2 separate regions of the Nomascus leucogenys genome follow, and region 1 is linked to region 2. Evidence: chromatin contacts called from public Hi-C data. All regions are on one chromosome and are shown on one strand. The core of a region is the stretch at or near the end of the contact, and the rest is flanking DNA. Distances in the headings are between cores, read along the strand shown. Region 1 has its middle 53 kb from the start of ACOT11. Region 2 holds the start of SSBP3 (single-stranded DNA-binding protein 3).

What was found. Hi-C and Micro-C count contacts between places; a contact is called where the count stands out from the background.
Region 1: a contact with region 2 is called in a Hi-C map of a lymphoblastoid cell line, with 3 times the contacts expected there. The contact joins the enhancer-like site here to the promoter of SSBP3 in region 2. A contact is called at or near these places in 2 of 4 Hi-C or Micro-C datasets (both in a lymphoblastoid cell line).

The regions. Positions count from the first base shown.
Region 1 is chr5:47,776,693-47,779,392 of Asia_NLE_v1, reverse strand. No RefSeq gene overlaps it. Among named protein-coding and RNA genes, the nearest start is that of ACOT11, 53 kb to the left of the region's middle. Within about 2 kb of position 1,337, the one cell type or tissue checked has an H3K27ac peak away from gene starts, as active enhancers do. A contact at or near this core is called in a lymphoblastoid cell line, where this site is marked.
Region 2 is chr5:47,719,669-47,722,477 of Asia_NLE_v1, reverse strand. It overlaps SSBP3 (single-stranded DNA-binding protein 3), which reads left to right and starts at 1,375. Exons shown (of 18, transcript XM_030813023.1): 1 at 1,375-1,805. The coding sequence starts at 1,750.

The DNA.
Region 1 (2,700 bases), core at 88-2,587, 57 kb before region 2:
GCAAGAGAGAGACTGGCGTGTGTGGGGTGTGTGTGTGTGTGTGTGTGTTTGGCGCTTCAGCAGCAAGCTGTACCTTAAAGGGACAGACCCTGCCTCTGCCTGCTCCCCTCTACCATCCCCCACCCCCAGCAGCACCTCCAGCCACCCTCAGCTGGGAACCCGAGCAGAGCCTGTCCCCAGCGACTCCAGCCAGAGGGCAGAGAAGCCAGCCCAGACCTCTCAGAACCACCACCTCCATAGCCAAGGCTCTGAGAACTCAGAAATGGGTCCTCCAGGAGGAGGAAATAGAAAGGGGCTCTACTCCCCAGGAAAGCCGGGCCTCCCCTGAGAACTGGGGGCCGGGGAGAGAGGAGGCCCAGCACTGGGGCAAAACTGTCTGGTTGGGACCCTGGCTGTCCGCTTACTAGGGTTAGGGTGGGTGGAGGGAGGCTGGCAACAGGGCCACAGCGCTGTACCAGTCACTGATGGAGACCAGAAGGGTGTGGGCAGTGGGAGAACAGCCACCGGGGCCTCCTCGCAGACAGGAAGCCCCTGCCTCGAGTCTGCGCTCAGGCAGTCAGTCTCCTTGCCATCTTGGCAGCTGGCGCCTGCAGACCGGAGCGCAGGGGTGTTTTCTTCCCACGGCAACTGCCCCTCCCCCACGCCCAAACCCGGTTTCGGCTCCAAGGCAGGAGGTGATGGTGGGGTGCTGTGAGGTTCAAACCGGGTTTCTCACCCCGCCCCTGCCTCCCATGCGCTGTGTGACCCACACGGTCCGCTGCGGCCCCATCTGTACAATGGAGGTGGTGGGTACAGAGACTCTGCCCGCTCTTACAACTGACATTCCCCGGTTCAGGATACAACAGTGGATGTCATCTGTGGAAAAAATTAAGTCTTCACCTGGGAAGAGGGTGAAAAATTACGTAGCCCTGAGTCCTCCCCGCCCAGTCCCAGAGCCACAAAAAGTAGTGTGTGCTGGGAATGTCCTTGGAAACCTGGTCCAACCCCTCCATTCACAGTCGGGGAAACTGAGGCTAAAAGGTGGTGAGTTGCCCAAAATGCTCAGGGAATCAGAGCCTAAACCGGGACTGGCCCCTGAGTGTCCTGGCCCCTGAATGTCCTGGCCCCTGAATGTCCTGGCCCCAGCCCTTTGCTCTGCGGCGGGCCCGGATCGCGGAGGGAGCAGCCGGAGGCGCTCTGCTGGGAGGAGGCGGAGGAGCCGGGGGCGCGCCCCGACCCCGCGGGCCCCTTCCGGCCCCTCCCCCAGCCCGCGCACCGTCCCGCCACCTGCTCCCCCTGCGCCGGGGCGGGGCTGCCCCCCCCTCCGCGTCCCCATGGCAACGCGCGGCCCCGGCCTGCCGGCCCTGCCTCCCCGCCCCTGCGCAGCCCATCTGGCCCCAAGCCCACCCCAGCTGGGCCACCCGCGGCCGGTCCCGCCAGGGGCCCTCACAGCCCCGCAGCGGCCAGAAACCCGGAAGGGCAGCGCCAGGCGTCGAGCGCCTTTCCTAGCCAAGGCCGGCTGCTGGCCGCAGGATGTGGGGCAGAAGTCACTCAACCCTCCGCGATCTCACATTCTCGCCCTGGAGGCAGAGAGACCCCCAAATCCCCAGTTACTGCGGCAGGAGACAGCATGTTGGAATTAGAAGCCAGCTTTCTGGAGGCAGCTGGCCTGGGTTCCAGTCCCCAAACAGTGTGACTGCAAGCATTCCCCTTAACCTGTTACCTGTCGGAAAAATGCAGGTGATCATAGAACCTGCCTCAGAGAATGCCTATGAGGAGGAATAAATGGGTCAATAAAGAAAAATGCATGGAGTTAGCAATCCATCAATGTCAGCTATTGTTACTACTGCAGGGGCAAGTGTTGCAAGAGGGAGAAGTGGAGGGCCCTAACCTAGGGCAGTAAGGGAGGCTGGCTGGAATCTTAGGAAGTAGCAGTGACCGAGGAAGCCAAGGTGAAGAGGGAAGAGCATCAGCAAAGGCACAAAGGTGGAAAATAGTATGGGAGGGTAGGTGGGTGGGGAGGGAGACTGGCAAAGCCCCTGAGTGTTGCTGGGGAGTGTAGAAGAACTGGGCTTTTAGAAGGTGAGCCCTGGGACAAGAGCCATGGATGGTTTTGAACAGAGGTGTGACGTGGCCTCTTCCTTTCCCAGAGACCACTCTAGCTGCCATATGGGGAATGGCTTGGAAGGACCAGTGATCTTTCTGAAAGATGATAAGGCCTCAACAAGGGCAGGTGCAAAGTCACTGGAAGGTGGGGACAGAATCAGGAGCTCTTAAGGAAGTAACATGGCAGAATGGTGACCTATGGATTGGATGTGGCAATGGATAAGAACGCTCAGGTGCTCGGCTTGGGCACTGGAGGGGTGGCAGGCCTGGAAAAGGGGCAAGTCTGGGGTGGGAAGGAAGATGAGGAATTATATGTGTATAGCAAGTGTTGGAGGTGCTGTCCAGCTGAGAAGACTTCTGTCCTCCAAAAGAGGAGGACCAGTCTTCCGATTGAATTCTAAGTATCCTTTCCCTGGGGTCCAAGTGGAATCTGCCCAAAAGAAATTCAGGAGTTCTGACACAAACTCTATGTGTGCCATTGTGTTTCTGAGCTTTTGGGGGTTTTAGATGGCTGTTTTGGAGTCAGAGAGGGGCAGGAGGATACAAGGAGATAATATATACAAGGAGGTCGTTAACCTGTGTGAGGTCTTAGGCAAGTCTTCTCACCGAGCCTCA
Region 2 (2,809 bases), core at 126-2,625:
AAAAAAAAAAAAAAAAATCAACCTAGGCTAACAGTTTCAAGGCTCCCCTAAAGATGTATCCAAACAGGCAGCCAATCAGCGCTTACACAGCTTTTTCTGCTTGACTCTTTTAAAGAGACAGTGCCGACAATGTTTTAACACATTTAAAGAGATCCGCTCTCTAAAAACAGTCTGAAAATGGGGGAGCCTTCCCCTATTTCGCCGGTATCTGGTCTTAAGAGTCTCTAATGAGGGGCACGCAGTGTGTCTTCTGGGTTCTTGGCGTGGGCAGAAAGGAGTCAGCAGCAAATAGCTGGGTCACTCTGCCAGCCCCCCCTCAATTTCCCATTGTACACCTGGGTCACTGACAATGGAAGCTTCCCCTCCCCCTACGCCTGACTCTCGTCCCCCAACTCCCCAGTTTAGCTCCATTTATTTGAAGTTTGCAGATTTCTGTGGCGCGCATTCCGCGTCGCGGGCCGCCCAGGTGACGCCCCCCCATCCCCGAGTGGCACCCTTTCCCGTGGAGAAGCCGAGGGGCTAACTTGCCAGGACTGGCAAACCTTGGAAATTTGGGAGAAATCACTCTCCCTCGTCTTAGTTCAAGTCCCCTGTCCCCAGCCCCCCCGGCTCCCCAAAGCACGCCAAGGGCCATTTTCGCGCGGCTCCACTTTGGGGTTTTCCAAAGTATTTTAATGATCTAGTAAAGGAGCAGCCGCGCGCCTCGGCGCCGGCTCGAGCCGCCCAGCTCTCAGCGTGGAGCCCCGGGCCCGGCGCTTGGAAGCCAGACCGGGCGAGAGTGAGGCCCGAGGGCGGGGCGGGTTGGGGGCCGGGCTGGAGTCTGGGGAGGGGGTCGGGGTCGGAGCCTAGGGGGAGGACAACCGAGAGGGGAGGGCGAGATAAGGGCTGGGCTGGCGCGGGCCGCGGCGGGGGGCGGGGGGGAGCTGAGGGGCAGATAAGAGAGAGGGACGTGGCGGGAGGGAGCGAGCGGCGACCGCTTGGGGGTCTGCGCCCCCTCCCATCGGACGCTGCCGCAGCGCCCCCCAGCCCCTAGTGGTCCCCGCCGCGGGGAGCGCCGGTCAGATCCCCCTTTTCGCTGGGGCGAGGAAACCAGGGTGCCCCCAGCCCGATCCACGTCGCCCCCCGCCCCGGGGACAGAAAGAGAGGCTCGCGCCCCCGAACGCCCCCAGTTCGCCCGCAGGAGCAGGCAGCGGCTCCGCGGAGGCGGCCGCAGCGGGGACTGCCGCGGCCGGCGCTGTCAGGGCGTCCCACTCGGCCGGCCCGGGCCCGCCCCCGCGTGCGCCGATTGGCCGAGGCGACCATCCATCGCGGGACGTTGCCGCCCGCCTCGCTCCCTCGCCCGGGTAGCCACGTTCGGTTGAGCTCCAAGTAGACCAGCGGCGGCGGCGGCGACAGCGGTGCTGGAGGCGCAGAGGGCGGCGCAGGCGGAGCCGGGCGGGCGCGCGAGCGAGCGGAGAGAGGGCGGCCGTGCGGGCGGCGGCGGCGGCGGCACCCCAGGCCGAGCCGGCGCGGAAGGAGTTCCAGGGCGATGGGGCCGCGGCCGGGGCTGACGCTTTGACAGCTGGAAAGAGCGCGGAGCCAGCGCCTGGGGGGGAGGGAGGGGAGCGCGGCGAGGAGAGCGCCAGCGAGCGAGAGAGCGAGCGAGCGCCGGGGAGGGGGCCGGGAGCGAGGGGCAGCTCGGGAGAGCCGGAGCGGTAGCGGCGGCGGCGGCGGCGGCGGCGAGGCTCGGCGCCCTCTTCCCTGTAAACCATGTTTGCCAAAGGCAAAGGCTCGGCGGTGCCCTCGGACGGGCAGGCTCGGGAAAAGTAAGCCCTATTTTGCAAGTGGCGGCCGCGCCGCCGCCGGGCTGCGGGCGGGCGGTGGGAGGCAGGTGGGCGGGCGGGCGGGGGCCGGAGGCTGCTGCGCCCTCGGGTCCCCGGGTCCAGGCGCCGCCTGCCTGGCCCCTTCCCCGAGGCCGCGGCGGGCGGCGTGGGAGAGCCCATTGTTGGGAGCTGGCGGAGGTTGAGCGATCGGGGAAGGGGCGGCGGGGGGAGCCGCCGGAGGGGGTACTTGGTGGCCGTGGCGCGGGCCGGGCGCGGGGGCCCGCGGTGAGTGGTGGGTGAGGTCCCGCCAGCGAGCTTGAACGCTCTCCCCAGCCGGGCGCTCGCCGCGGTGGCCGCACTTTGCCCACCGGGCGCGGGCAGGGGGCGCGTGGCTTCTGCAGCCCCGAAGCCGCCTTTTGTCCGCCCGCGGCGTGAGGAGTGCGTGCCGGGGGCTTTGTTCGGCCGGGAGCGCTCTCCCTTCCCTGCCCTCGGCTTCGTCACCGGCTCCGCGTCCTCGGACGCCGGGCTGGGCAGGGACGGTGACGCCGGCTTGGCCCCAGGCTTGGGGCACAGTTGTTTGGGGGGAGGTGACGAGGGTGGCGCTTTGCTGCCCTCTCCAGAGCGCGCCAAGCACCCGGAGTCCAGAGTCGAGTCTCCTCGGACCTGCAAAGCTGGCGAGAGCGTAGCAAGGAATGGGTCGGGAAAGGCAAGGTGGCTGTGGGGTCGAGTGGCTCGCGAGTTTGAGGACCCTAGGTGGGTTTGCCCGCGACGCCACTTGCAAGTTCAAGTTTGGGGGCTGCTCTCCATCCCTCACTGCTTGAGGTAACGCGATCCCTGGTCCCCACCCCCTAACTGTTCGCACCTGGCGGCCCTGTTTGGGGTGAGCTAGCTGCTCACCTCTGGTCGGGGCCACAATGGGACGGCGCAGACAGGGCTCAAAGCCTGCCGGCAAGGTCCTGGAGAGCGCCGGTGGGATCTGACGCCTTTTCCTCTCTCTCTTTGCCCCC